2 separate regions of the Mus musculus genome follow, and region 1 is linked to region 2. A link is a contact called in public capture Hi-C data. All regions are on one chromosome and are shown on one strand. The core of a region is the stretch at or near the end of the contact, and the rest is flanking DNA. Distances in the headings are between cores, read along the strand shown. Region 1 overlaps Gm20757 (predicted gene, 20757). Region 2 overlaps Gm40736 (a long non-coding RNA gene).

The links. Capture Hi-C pulls out chosen DNA fragments and counts their contacts.
Region 1: a contact with region 2 is called in a capture Hi-C map of embryonic stem cells, with 4 times the contacts expected there. The contact joins two enhancer-like sites. A contact is called at or near these places in 1 of 484 Hi-C or Micro-C datasets (embryonic stem cells), 2 of 115 datasets of contacts at active chromatin or transcription factors (cardiomyocytes and embryonic stem cells) and 1 of 9 other capture datasets (embryonic stem cells).

The regions. Positions count from the first base shown.
Region 1 is chr10:92,287,872-92,294,137 of GRCm38.p6, reverse strand. The region is part of intron 2 of Gm20757 (predicted gene, 20757); the gene reads left to right. Among named protein-coding and RNA genes, the nearest start is that of Gm20757, 84 kb to the left of the region's middle. Within about 2 kb of position 4,732, at least 6 of the 459 cell types and tissues checked have an H3K27ac peak or open chromatin away from gene starts, as enhancers often do. A contact at or near this core is called in embryonic stem cells, where this site is marked.
Region 2 is chr10:91,421,746-91,427,896 of GRCm38.p6, reverse strand. All of the region lies in intron 2 of Gm40736 (a long non-coding RNA gene), which reads right to left. Among named protein-coding and RNA genes, the nearest start is that of Gm40736, 14 kb to the right of the region's middle. Within about 2 kb of position 1,621, at least 5 of the 459 cell types and tissues checked have an H3K27ac peak or open chromatin away from gene starts, as enhancers often do. A contact at or near this core is called in embryonic stem cells, where this site is marked.

The DNA of each region.
Region 1 (6,266 bases), core at 3,483-5,982, 860 kb before region 2:
TCTTACTGCTGAGTTTTTGGCATTAACATGAAGGAAGGGCTAGAAATAGGGCATGGATAATCTTCTCTTTTATACATGAGGTGGCTGTATGAGCAACTGTACTATCTCTGGTAGGTCCCACAACCATGGCCTCTGTGAACTTCCATTGCTAGATTAAGGTGAAGGCACATGGTTCCAGCAGCCTGTGCCATGTTCAAGGCAAACAACTCACGAGTAATAAAACCAGGATTCTGTCCAGGTCTTTGACTCAAAAAGCAGGATCAGGACATGTAGGTTGAGCAACATGTTCAGCAACATCTATGTGGAATTTGAAGCCATCAATAGAGAGCCCGTCAGCTAAAATGCACAGCAAGAAGACAGAAAGCAACCCAAGAAAGAATTCCAACAAGCATGGCAATCGGTAATCCAAATACGAGGATGATTCTGAAAGGATAACAGAGAGAGAATCAGGTCAGTCAGAGGGGTGTGGGGGAGGGGGAGTGTGGGATGCTTTGCCCAGGGAAGAGGTCAGGGCCAGAGTGATGTAGGAGCTGTGATACTCCAAGAAAAGGAATCAGCAACAGCCCATTAAACAGTGTGCTGAAGGCTTAGCAGCATGGGGGGTGGGGTGGGGGTGTATACGGATCTTGGAGGGTCTACTTGAATAGACAGAAGTCAGACAGTTGATGAATGATGGAGAAGTGAGAGCTCAGAGGAAACACGATGGGGTACTGTCTGGTTGAATGGGGGAAGTGGAGCAACATAGATGCCATCTGCCTGCTGGCTTCGTTTTAGCATTAGAGGATTGGATGAGTTTATATGTTGTCATGAAGCCAGGCAGCAAAGAGGGGCTGAAGACACAAGAAACAGATCAACAAGAGGATGAGATCCCTCGAGTGAGGATGGGGTTTTCATTCCTGGGTTAATAGCAACATAGTCAACTTAACATAAAATACTAAACACTCACTGTTCATTATTTTTTAAGTAAAAGCAATCACACCGAGATAAATCTCATCTCTTCTATAGAAATCAGCTTTTCCATCTTTAATCGTGTTTTTGATTCACGGCATTTAGAATTGTCGTTTTACTTTGTTTATTTTTAACTGTGTTATTTAGGAGAACCTAAGATTCAAGAGGTTGGAGGATGGAGGAGCTGTAAGAAGAGGAATGACCAGAATACTGTAGACTCTCCTCCCCTCGAGAGGTGTCTATTTGAGAACTAGGCTGATATGGAGACATATTTGCTGTATGGAAGGATTTTTTTCTGTTCGTTGAAAAACGTAATAAAAAAATGGGAAGTCATTAAAAGTTTCAGCATGTGAACTTGGGTAGCACTGAAGAAGTAATAAACCTTAGGGCATAGAAACGACACAAAATTCTCTCTCAAGCATGTGAGGGCCCTTGAAGTAAGCACGCAGTATTGCTTTCCTCTTAACCTTTGGCTCTCAGCTTGATCATTTCCAAATTAGAAGCCATTAATACTAATTTTAGAAATACGAAGTCCTGGATGGGATTCTTAATATGGAAACTTTGTGCCTTCTCTCTCCTCTCTTTCAAGACCCTCACGAGTAGGAGGCTGCGTGTCATCTTTTGTTTCTCATTTGCTTACCTCAACTGACCTTACAGACACTTAGAAAATAACCTAGCACAGGTCACGCTGTCTCTTCTCATCAGGGTCACTCAGATGCCGGAGGTATGACTCCTTTATCTACCTGATCAGATCAGATCAGATCAGCTCGCCCCTCCCTTCATCCTTTTCCTTTCCAGAGGAACTTTTTCTTGAAGAAAGTACATGCTGAATCTCGAAACTAACAGGATGGAAGTGCGCCATCACTTTCAAAGTCTCATAGCTTGCATCGCTGTGAGGAGAGAGTGAAGGGTAGAACACCACGTAGCAAAATCATGGGACTTGAGGCTGCGGTGGATACTTCGGTGCAGTGGAACCAAGTGGAGTGCTCAAGGGTGTTTAAGTAAAATAGGGCTGAGTTCAGATTCTCCTCTCTCACCTCCTCTCTAGATGACATGTGCCCGTCCCTTAACTTCTGTGATGGTTGGCTTCCTCCCAGGTAACGATGGAGGTGATTGTAATGCCATAGAACCATGAGGACTCATTTAGGCCATTGATGAGTATTAGCAACGAGCACACTATACGCAGCCAACATTGTAAATCCCCATGCAGCTTGATTTGTGATAGGGCCAGGTCTGGATAAATGCATCTGTAAACTGAAAATTCCGTAAGCTGAAAATGCATGTGTATATGGTGAAATATGCTGAAAATGTATGTGTTAATGGTCCCCCAAACTCAGTGGCTTAGTAATGTCCTCATTTTGCAAATAATGGTGTGGTGAACTGGGAGCCCTAGTTTTCTATGACTACCTAGTGTCCAAACCCAAGATCAGTCTGAATCCTTACAAACTGGACATTATCTGGACTAAGCTTTCTATATTTATATTCTACTTTGCACCTAGTTTGCCTGATTCTCTGTTCTGTTTGAATGAACAATGCTATCAAGTAAGTATTTTGTTTTAGGTACTGATGTAGAATTGTGTGTGTGTGTGTGTGTGTGTGTGTGTGTGTGTGTGTGTGTGTGTGTGTGTGTGTGTGTGTTTGTGTGAGTTTGTTGTTGTTTTGAGACTGGACCTTACTCATCCCCATTGTGCTTGATCCAAAGACAACAGCATGGGCACTCATAAGCTGGGCATTCACCCTCACCAAAGATGAACTTGAGACAGTAGCTTTTGAACTCACGGTCTTAGACCAGTAGTGATTACAGATGTGGATACTCACTGGAATAAGCAAAACAGATATCATATTTATTAAGGCCTGTCAAGAAACAATGAGAAATTAAGGAAAAGGGAGAAACTCCCCAAAGTGGCAAGGATTCCCAAGAAAGAATAAAACCACTGAGTTTCTTTTCTGGAGAGTTTCATAGAGCTGTCACGGAAACTAACAAAGGTTAGGTAATTGCTGAGCTTGCTTAATTCTCTGTGCTATCATGAACTGAGCCAATGGAAGGTTCACATGCTATATGCATGTACTCCTGACTTACCCAAAGATGATCACACATTGTTCATGTACTGCTCACCCAGTCATGAGTCCTTGAAGCCCTCCTGTAACCGCCTATGAATCCTGCTTTGTTTGATGTTGACCTTGACTGTAGGCTAGCTATTAGTTAGTTCTGACTTTACTGCCCTCTGATCTTAAAGGTGTCTCAATTGCTGTTCATTATACTGAACTCTCTTTGTTCTCATTGAGAAGTAGTTATCTTTGTTCTGTGTTAATTCATCATCTTGGAGATGGTCTGGCATCTCTTTTGTAAAACAGGCAGAGGCTTTCTTGAGGTTATCTGCTACAATTAACTAAATTAAGAGCAAGAACGTAAAAGAGTAATAGTGCCTCTCATATATCCCATGGTGTTGTATGGAAGCTGTCCATCAGGCCTATCAACACTGGCCTTGCTTCTCTGAACCTGTCTGTCTGGTTTTCACCTGGTCTGCTTGGGCGGCTCATAGGCAGCCACAAGATTTGTTTCTCATCTGTAGTGTTCTTGATTTGGCTGTTTTCACTCCTACCTTCCTTTGAGCACCAGTGTCCACCTTCACTACAACATATGCAAACAACCTGCAGTCATCTGATGGTCCCTTTTCCATGAGTACCTACAGAGAGCTAAACCTTGCCTCACAATGATGTTACAAGGACCCTTGGTAAGAAAACACAAAGGGTGCTTCAGGGGTGGGGGGTGGGAGGTGAGTTCAGTTTCAAGTACATCCAGATTTTAAAAAGGTCTGAAACTTAGAAGAGCCATAAGTCTAAACTTGGAGATTTAAAACAGAAAGGGATTTATCAGCATGCAAAAGGTAGTCATGAATAAGCATAGTTTATCCGTGAACTCTAAGAAACCCCGTAGGGCTACTGTGAGACTTGATGCTCTACGGGATGCTTCAGAGGGTAAGAGGTCATGGAGAGCCCAGAGAATGGTACTGCACTTACTGAGCAGTGATTTCTAATGCGAAGAACCAACGCTGCCAGATGGAGCAAAGTAACCCAAAGAGATGTAAACATTTCCCCTTAAAAATCTGAACCCATAGAGCTTGCTGGTGCATCATCAGAAGCATCCCAGGAAAACCTTCGTGGTGGCTGAGTCCTACCCGTGTTAGAGCTCCAGTTTCTCAACTGTAGTTCCATTTACCTAGTCTTTTGATCTGGTTGTTTGCTCTCAGCTCTATTTAGTACCCTACTCAGTCTCATATTTAGCTATGAGACTCCAATGTCTTTTCTTTTTACAGTAGCACTCATTCAGCAGCAACTTTGTAAAACCCATTTATTTGGCTAAGCAAGTAACTGAAATCACACAGTCTCAATTCACATACAGCTTTGAGGCCAGTAAGGCTAATAATAAATCTAATATAGAAGGCGAACGATGCTAAGACTTGTGAAATTAAAGCACACCTCATGATGATAGGGCTCCGGAAGGGATTTCAAGGTCAGAAAAGACTTATTTGAGGAAGAAAACATTTGATGGGAAGATTAGAAATTATCTTGGCAAAGGGCAGGTGGTCAGGCTGTGCCACAGAACTCAAGGGACGTCTTCCAGACAGAGGGAGCCAGTTGAACAATTGTCTGCAGGCAAAATAGAACAGGATGCAGTTTCTTAAACAAAGGAAGTCATTTGAATGCGGTGACAGGATTGAGAGAATCACTTAGGAGACACACCTCTGGGCATGTCTGTGAGGACATTTCCAAAGATATCTAACGGAAGATTGAAAAGCCATCCTGAGTGTGGGTGGTCCCACCCTAGGGCTGTGTGCAAAACTGAGCAGAAGAGAAAGGGAGACAAAGCACGAGTGCCAGAATCCATCTCTCTCTGTGTGCTTTCTCTTCAGTGTGACCAGCCAGATTCAGTGGGACACGCAGAATTACACTCTGCCACCACGCCTTTCTACTCTGATGGATTATATCCTCTCTTAAATCAAAAACAGAAGTCAGCCCCTTTTCCCTTCCATCATTTCTGTTGGGGATTTTGTCTCAGCAATGAGCAAAGTAACTAATACAGAGGGAGAGAGAGAAGGACACAAAGTTCATTGGACAGGAAGACATAGTCTGTAGCATGCTGAGCCTTGTTGGGCATATTAATAGTGTGGTTTTTATAACAAATACAGTGGGTGACCGGAAAGGGGTTTTAATCGATCTGTGGGAAGAGAACACCTTATCAGATTTACTCTTTAAAAGTTTCTTCTTGTAGGTCTATGAAGGACTACTAAAGGGAATTGGAAGCAGAACGAAAAGCACCAGGGAGGCCAGCTAAGAGAAGAAGACAGGGAGGAATGAAAAAGGTGGAAAGATTATGTAGAAAGCTGGACTTCAGATTAGGAGGGGTTTAAGGACACTTTGACATCCCAGCAAGGGGTCCTAGTGCACTATACATGTCTTGTAAAGCTTTCAATTGTGGTTAGAGAGATGGCTCAACAGTTAAGAGCACTGACTCCTCTTCCGGAGGTCCTGAGTTCAAATCCAGAAACCACATGGTGGCTCACAACCATCTGGAATGAGATCTGATGCCCTCTTCTGGTGTGTCTGAAGACAGCTGCAGTGTACTTACATATAACAATAAATAAATAAGTAAATAAATAAATAAATAAATCTTAAAAAAAAAGGCTGGAGAGATGGCTCAGCGGTTAAGAGCACCAACTGCTCTTCTAGAGGTCCTGAGTTCAGTTCCCAGCAACCACTTGGTGGCCCACAACCATCAGTAATGAGATATGATGCCCTCTTCTGGTGTGTCTGAAGAGAGCAATGGTGTACTCATATTCATAAAATAAATGAATAAATTAAAAAAATATTTTGAACCCACTTCATACTTCTGGTGTCAATTGCAATTTCTATCCAAATGGTTCCCTTTAGTGAAAAAAATCCTAGTTTATGTCCTCCAGTTTCCTCTCTCAGGCTCAGGGCTGCATCCATTTTAATTGACCTGAAACCAATTAAAATTGGCTGACCCATCCTTTGCCCAATTCCTTTGATCTTATATTGCTGTGTGACCTTGGCTTTTCCTTCTAGTCTTCCTGGCCTTGACTGTTCTTCACCTATAAGTACAGAAATTCATGGATGCGAACATCAGAGTTCTACTCTAGACAAATTAGCATGATATGGTAAAGCCAGAAAATCAGACTTCAAAGTTGGTATTTAGAATGGGCTTATAAATTAGTTATAGTCCATGCAAGACTATTTATATAGATTGAATCACCTACTTACAGGAAGGTCAAAGGAACAATAGAGCAAACATATTA
Region 2 (6,151 bases), core at 372-2,871:
GTAGGGTGGTACTGGGCATCACAGACATGGGTATTGCCAAAACTCCTTCTCAGGGAAAGATGTAAGCAATATCTATCCCTTCTCCTAAGGTCTCAGTGACAAAACAAGGCATGATGCGCCAAAGCTCACTCTAAAGAACCAATGGGTTTATCAGGCTTCTTTACAAAGCATAGGTTTTACAAAGCATAGATTACTTGCAGGGTTATTAATGCTACACACACACACACACACACACACACGAGAGAGAGAGACAGAGACAGAGAGACAGAAAGAAAGCACATCTGAAAATTGTTACCCAGCAGGGATGACAGTTCCCTATAGCCATAGGCCCACATGGAGGCCTTACACCCCAGCTTCTGAACCTATGTATGTAGAGTTATATACAACAAATGGGAGGACACAGCTGGATAATCAGTGAAGATCTCTGCCCCTCTATGGGGACTGTAAACAGTTGACATTCCGAGCTGAGGTCTTTTGCAAGGGAGTATAGCTGAATGTGTTTGCTTGGTCCTAAAACCGTCATTCATGACCATTTTCAGTTCCTTGAAAGAAGCTTTTGGAACTTCAAAGAACACAGCAACTCAGAGATGAGCTATTCAACATTTGCAGAAGTCTGGATTCCTGCCCCAGCTTCCCATAGGAAACACCCCCCCCCCCCCCGCCACAACCTCCATTCATAGTTCTCAAATGTCCTCTTTACCATTGTATTCTTTAGTCCATCCTTTAGGCCTGCTGAAGAGAAGAGCAAATCTAGGCAAATGCTTTATTTCACTCATTTTATTCATCATCAGTTCCACAGTTAGATGCTCTCAGACCAGATGGGATATAGTCTTCGATCACTAGTATGACAGTTCAGGGTGGCAGATATTTGCCACTCCTCTTACGTATCCCCTCTTGAGGACACTTGAATACCAAAGTTTAAGACTCGGGCTGCCACATATGTGAAGCTAAGCAGACCTTCTCTCACCTAGAAGGTAGCCCGTGCCTGGGATCTTATTCAAAGAGATTCAACCAAAGATTACTGTGGTCATTTAAATATGCCTGGCACCATTAGGAGGTGTGGCCTTGTTGGAGGAAGTGTGTCACTGTGGAGGGTGGACTTTGAGACCTCCCTCCTAGCTGCCTGCAAACAGTCTGCTCCCGGCTTCCTTTGTATGAAGATATAGAACTCTCAGCTCCTCCAGTGCCATGCCTGCCTGGACTATGCAGTGCTTCCTGCCAGGATGATAATAAACTGAACCTCTGGATCTGTAAACCAGCCCCAATTAAATGTTGACCTCTATAAAAGTTGCCTTGGTCATAGTGTCTGTTCATAGTAGTAAAACCCAAACTAAGACAATTACCATGAAGCAACATATATTCTTACTAAACTCTTCTGAAAATCATCCAGAGATATCTCATTCACAAAACCCAACATAACTGGCTTATAAAAACAGCTTTTCCTGACACTTTTCATCTACATAAATACCTTATTTGTGAATGCATATGAGCATCCATATGCGTCGCGTTCTCCCTAAAAGATTTGCCTCTCTCTCCTCAAGCTTCTAAATGCTTTCAAGCTCAACTCATGCAAGGTTTGGTCTGTCTCCCTTCCCTGTGTGCACCTATCTTTGATCTCTTGACTGTGGCTGCTACGTCCACTCCAGTGCAGTCTGCTTGGTAGGCCTAAGGGCCTGAAAGAAGTCACGAAGCGAAGAGTTTCAAGGAAACTTTGCCTCCTGGAACCTTGGCATTCCCATAGCCCATATACACAAACCCTGTCCCCGAGTTAGTCTGGAGTATGCCCTCTTTCAAAATTGTTTTATTATAAGTGCCTTTAAGGATTGATTTTTGACATATAACTAAGCCTCCACCAGTGTTCCAATGGCTCCTAGAAAATCCTTGAAGCCAATGGTGAGCTTGGAATTCAGTAAGAATGTTACCTATTCAGTAACATTCAAATTCACTTCTAGTAGAGACAGTGAAAATAATCAGGCATTACAAAGTACAGAGCTAGAAAAGCTCAGGACTAGTCTGCATAGTAATTACTTAGGACAATAGCTGAGTCTTGCCCAAACACAGGAATGCACAATGGCCTAGCAAATGGGTGGGTTGTCGAATGAAAGAGTTAGTGGAAGGGAATTTCCCTGATACAGGCTTCTTCACTAGGCCCAGAGGAATAGCATAATCAGGTATTTACTAAAGATCCCCTGGTGGTGGGTTTAACAATAGACGAGCACCTCGATCCATTTTCAGTGGTAAAAGTGGCCTGGTCCCTGCCATCTTTTGACATAAGCATTCCTTTTGTTTTGTGTCACTGTAACTTGGTGGATGTGTTCGCCTGGTTTTTTTGTTTTTCTTCTGTATAAAAAAGTCTGGTGTTTGTTTGGACAATACATTCAGCTCCAACACACTCTCTCATGTCGTGTCTGTTTGCCACCCCATTCTCTCCGACTCAATGCCCATCTGTCTGAGACCCTGATTCCCACGGATTGAGAGGGGCTGACTGCTCCCAGTCTGTGGCTTGTGGCCCCTGATATTTTTAATCTAGTCCTAGATGGCCTCTCCCAGCTTCTTGTCTCCCTATGCCAAAGTCAGTTCCTCATTGATTAAAAGAAAATCTCCTGGGAGAAGTGTAAGGTGCTTCTCTTTGACATGCAGAGAATTAACACAAATAGTTATTAGTCCTCCCCTGTCCAAAGGACTTGCCTAATAAACATGAACTGAATTGTTATTTCTAAATACCTCCCAATACGAACTTTATCAAGAAAGCATGGATGGCTCCACTATCAAGAAACAGTATCCAAACAAAGGAATAATTTTTACTCTGATGAGTCCTGCAGACACCTTAAAATGACAGTTGCAGAGGCTAAATTCTGTTCCACAGCCAGCAGTAAGTCCGGAGTCTCCCCCCACCCCCACCCCCAGGATCCCAGCAAAATTCCTGAGTCCTCCCCAAGATCCCAGCAAAATTCCTGAGAGGAAGGTGGAGCACGGACTCCATCTTCCGAGCTCTGCTGAGCCCTCTCTCGCTTCCTGCTTCTGCTGCATCTCTGTTCTCTGCTCTCTCAGTTCATGCCTTGAGGTCAACCCTTTATCTTCTCAGATTCCCCACTTAGGTGTCAAGGGAGCAAAGCCTGTGATGTACTGTAAAACTTTTGCTGGAGTTTTCTAGGTCACCACCAAGAAGTTATATTCCTGCATAAGACAGCAAAAGCTTCATCGCATCTCCTCTTGAAAGTCCCTTGGCCACTGTCACACAGGGGATCTCCCACTCTTCCTCCCTACTCTGGGCTCACACCAGTATCTGGACAACTTGTTATTTCATATACATGCATATGATCAATCCCTCAGTACCCAAATGAGACTGGTTCTTAGACTCCAGCATCCCCAGACAGCAGAATCTATCAAGTACAAGTTCCTTATATATAAAATAATGTAGGCTTTACATATAATTTATACACATCCTCCCAAATAATTTTAAACACCCCTATCTGCATATTCTACATGGCTAATAGAGTATTAATGTTCTGTAGATTAATATTGTTTAAGAAATAATGGTCAAAAAATAAGTATGGCATGTTCAATTGCAGGTGAAACCTTTGCAAATATTGTGCATTCACTGTTGGTTAGATAGATCTGAGTTGACCTGTGTCAATGGGTGTGGAAAACCCATTGCAATTTCAAATGCTTCTCCCTGTCATGCACAAAAATTCGGCTCTCTGAGTAGCCAAAACCTTCAGGTCCTCAACAGGCAAAGAAGCAAGTTGCAGCTTAACAGCAAAAATAATCTCACATGCCATCACTCTTCAAACAAAAGCCTTCCTCTCTTTTCACACACACACACACACACACAAATATGCCCATATGGAAAGATCTAAAAGTTTTCCCTGCCTGTATAATAATAAGGTGGAACCAAATATTCTCTCTACTCCACTAGACTCTTAGGTTCAAAATGAGCAGGGACAATCTCTTTTGTTTTCTGCTACTTCTAGAATCTTAAGTACAATGCTGACTTTCTCAGCAAATAAGTGGTTTTTGAATAATTTAAAATCCCTTTCAGGCTAGTGTTCTACAATCCTTTAATATTTGCATTTTTGTTTTCACAAAGACAATTTATTAACAGAAGGAAAAAAAAAACAGTACGTGAGAGGTACTGTTCACTGATGGTGACCATGGCAACCCCCACTTTCTACAGGTACTGTTGAAGGAGACAGAATGATATTCTCAACTCCCTAATCTTCACAGCCCGCAGGCAAGAGCTCTGAGTACTGAATGTACCCCAAGTCTAAGAGTTTGGGTCCAGTTCCCTCCTGTGGCCCAGAGTCTGATATTGAGGGCAGGATCACTCATCTCCTTGAACTTGTGAAGAGCAGTCAGACAGCCAGCATGAAGCCTGTGGCAAGGACTCATCTCAGCATACTGTGTCTTTATCCCATGACAGGTTCCGACTTTGCTGTAAACAGCAGTACCATAAATAAATGAGTCACTGAAGGATGCAGAGATGTAGCAGATGCCAAGAACATTCTTTCCTTCCACTACCTGGGGTCTGTACTAAGGACCTGTCAGGTTCCCATTTCACAGACCTCTCCCTGAAGCAAGATATATCAATATATGATATTGATCCTGGTGGGTCAGGGCCATGGTTGACCAGCTGAATATCTATTACCTAGCACTTCGCTCACCTTCTGTAGAGACTCCCATCCTGTGCCAAATCTCCATGGGGCCTTCCTACCCCCAGAATACCCTATAGTTCATTTATCTAGTTTCATTTTTCATATCAAACTTTTCTCATGTTTAAAGAAAGTTCAAGAGAAAAATCTTTTCATAAAAAGTCAAAGCATTAAAATAGACAAGTGGCACTTAGCCCCACTTGTCTGGAGAATCTAAGGCAACCTCATCTTAAAGAGATTGACAGTTGAATGGCGGTTGCTTGGGAGAGTGGAGAAGGAAATAGAAAAGTTCAATCGATAGGTGCTGTCTCAGTTAGGGTTCTATTGCTGTGAAGAGACACCATGACCATGGCAACTCTTATAAAGAAAAACATTTAATTGGGGCCAGCTCACAGTTTGAGAGGTTTAATTCATTATCATCATGGTGAGGAGAATGGCAGTGTGTAGGCAAACAGAGTGCTGGAGAAGGAGCTAAGATTTCTACATCTTAACCCGCAGGCAGCAGAAAAAGGCTGTGTGCCACACTGGGTACACCTTGAGGATCTGCTAAGCCAACCCCAACAGTGACACACTTTCTCCAATAAAGCCACACCTACTCCAAACAAGGTCACACTTCCTAATAGTGCCATTCCCTATGGGCCAAGCATTCAAACACATACGTCTATGGTTGTCATTCCTATTCAAACCACCACAGGTACTAAATTATAGTTACATAGAAGTGTGAGGTTCTGGTGTGCTGTAGTATACAATAGGGTGACCATGGATAGGAATAAAAAACGATAATTTTCAAAGAGTTTAAAAACCAGGGATTTAAAAAAATATTTTTAACATAAAAATGATAAATATTTGAAGACATTAATATGTTTTAACTTGATTTAAATGTTACATATTGTCCACATGTATCAGAACATTACATGGTACTCTATGGACATATATCACTTTTATGTTTCTCTGGTTCATTGACTAAAAATATAAATTAAAAAGCTAAGAATAGGATCATTTTAGCTATAAAGATCTGAAAAGCTAACTCAAAAGGATGACACAAAGAAGAAATTTGCTGTCCCTTAGAACACAAATCCCAAGGTGGGGTCATCCCCAGGGTTAAACAATTCAGCAGCTTAGAGACATTCTGAGTCCCAGGTTCACTTCATTTTCTCTGACATCTTCATCAAGACTCAAGAATGTGATACAAAAATGGATGCAGCTGTGCCAGTTATGGTCAAAGCCACATACAGCAAAGCCTCCTGCTGGATGCTTCCTCCAGAACAAACTTTAGCTCTCCCAAAGCAACCCCAAGCCTTTCCCTCTCATTTTGCCAATCCAAACCACATTCACGCTCTGCTCAAAGCCCATTGCTGGCAAAGGAAGTGAACTGATCATGGTTGCTTATGGCTATTCAGAAGTCAGCTCTTAAAGTTGGGAGCCCAAGTTTTCAACGGCTGAGCAAAATTAGGATTGTGGAAGGAGAGCCTGAGAAGCAGTTAATCAACAATATTAGG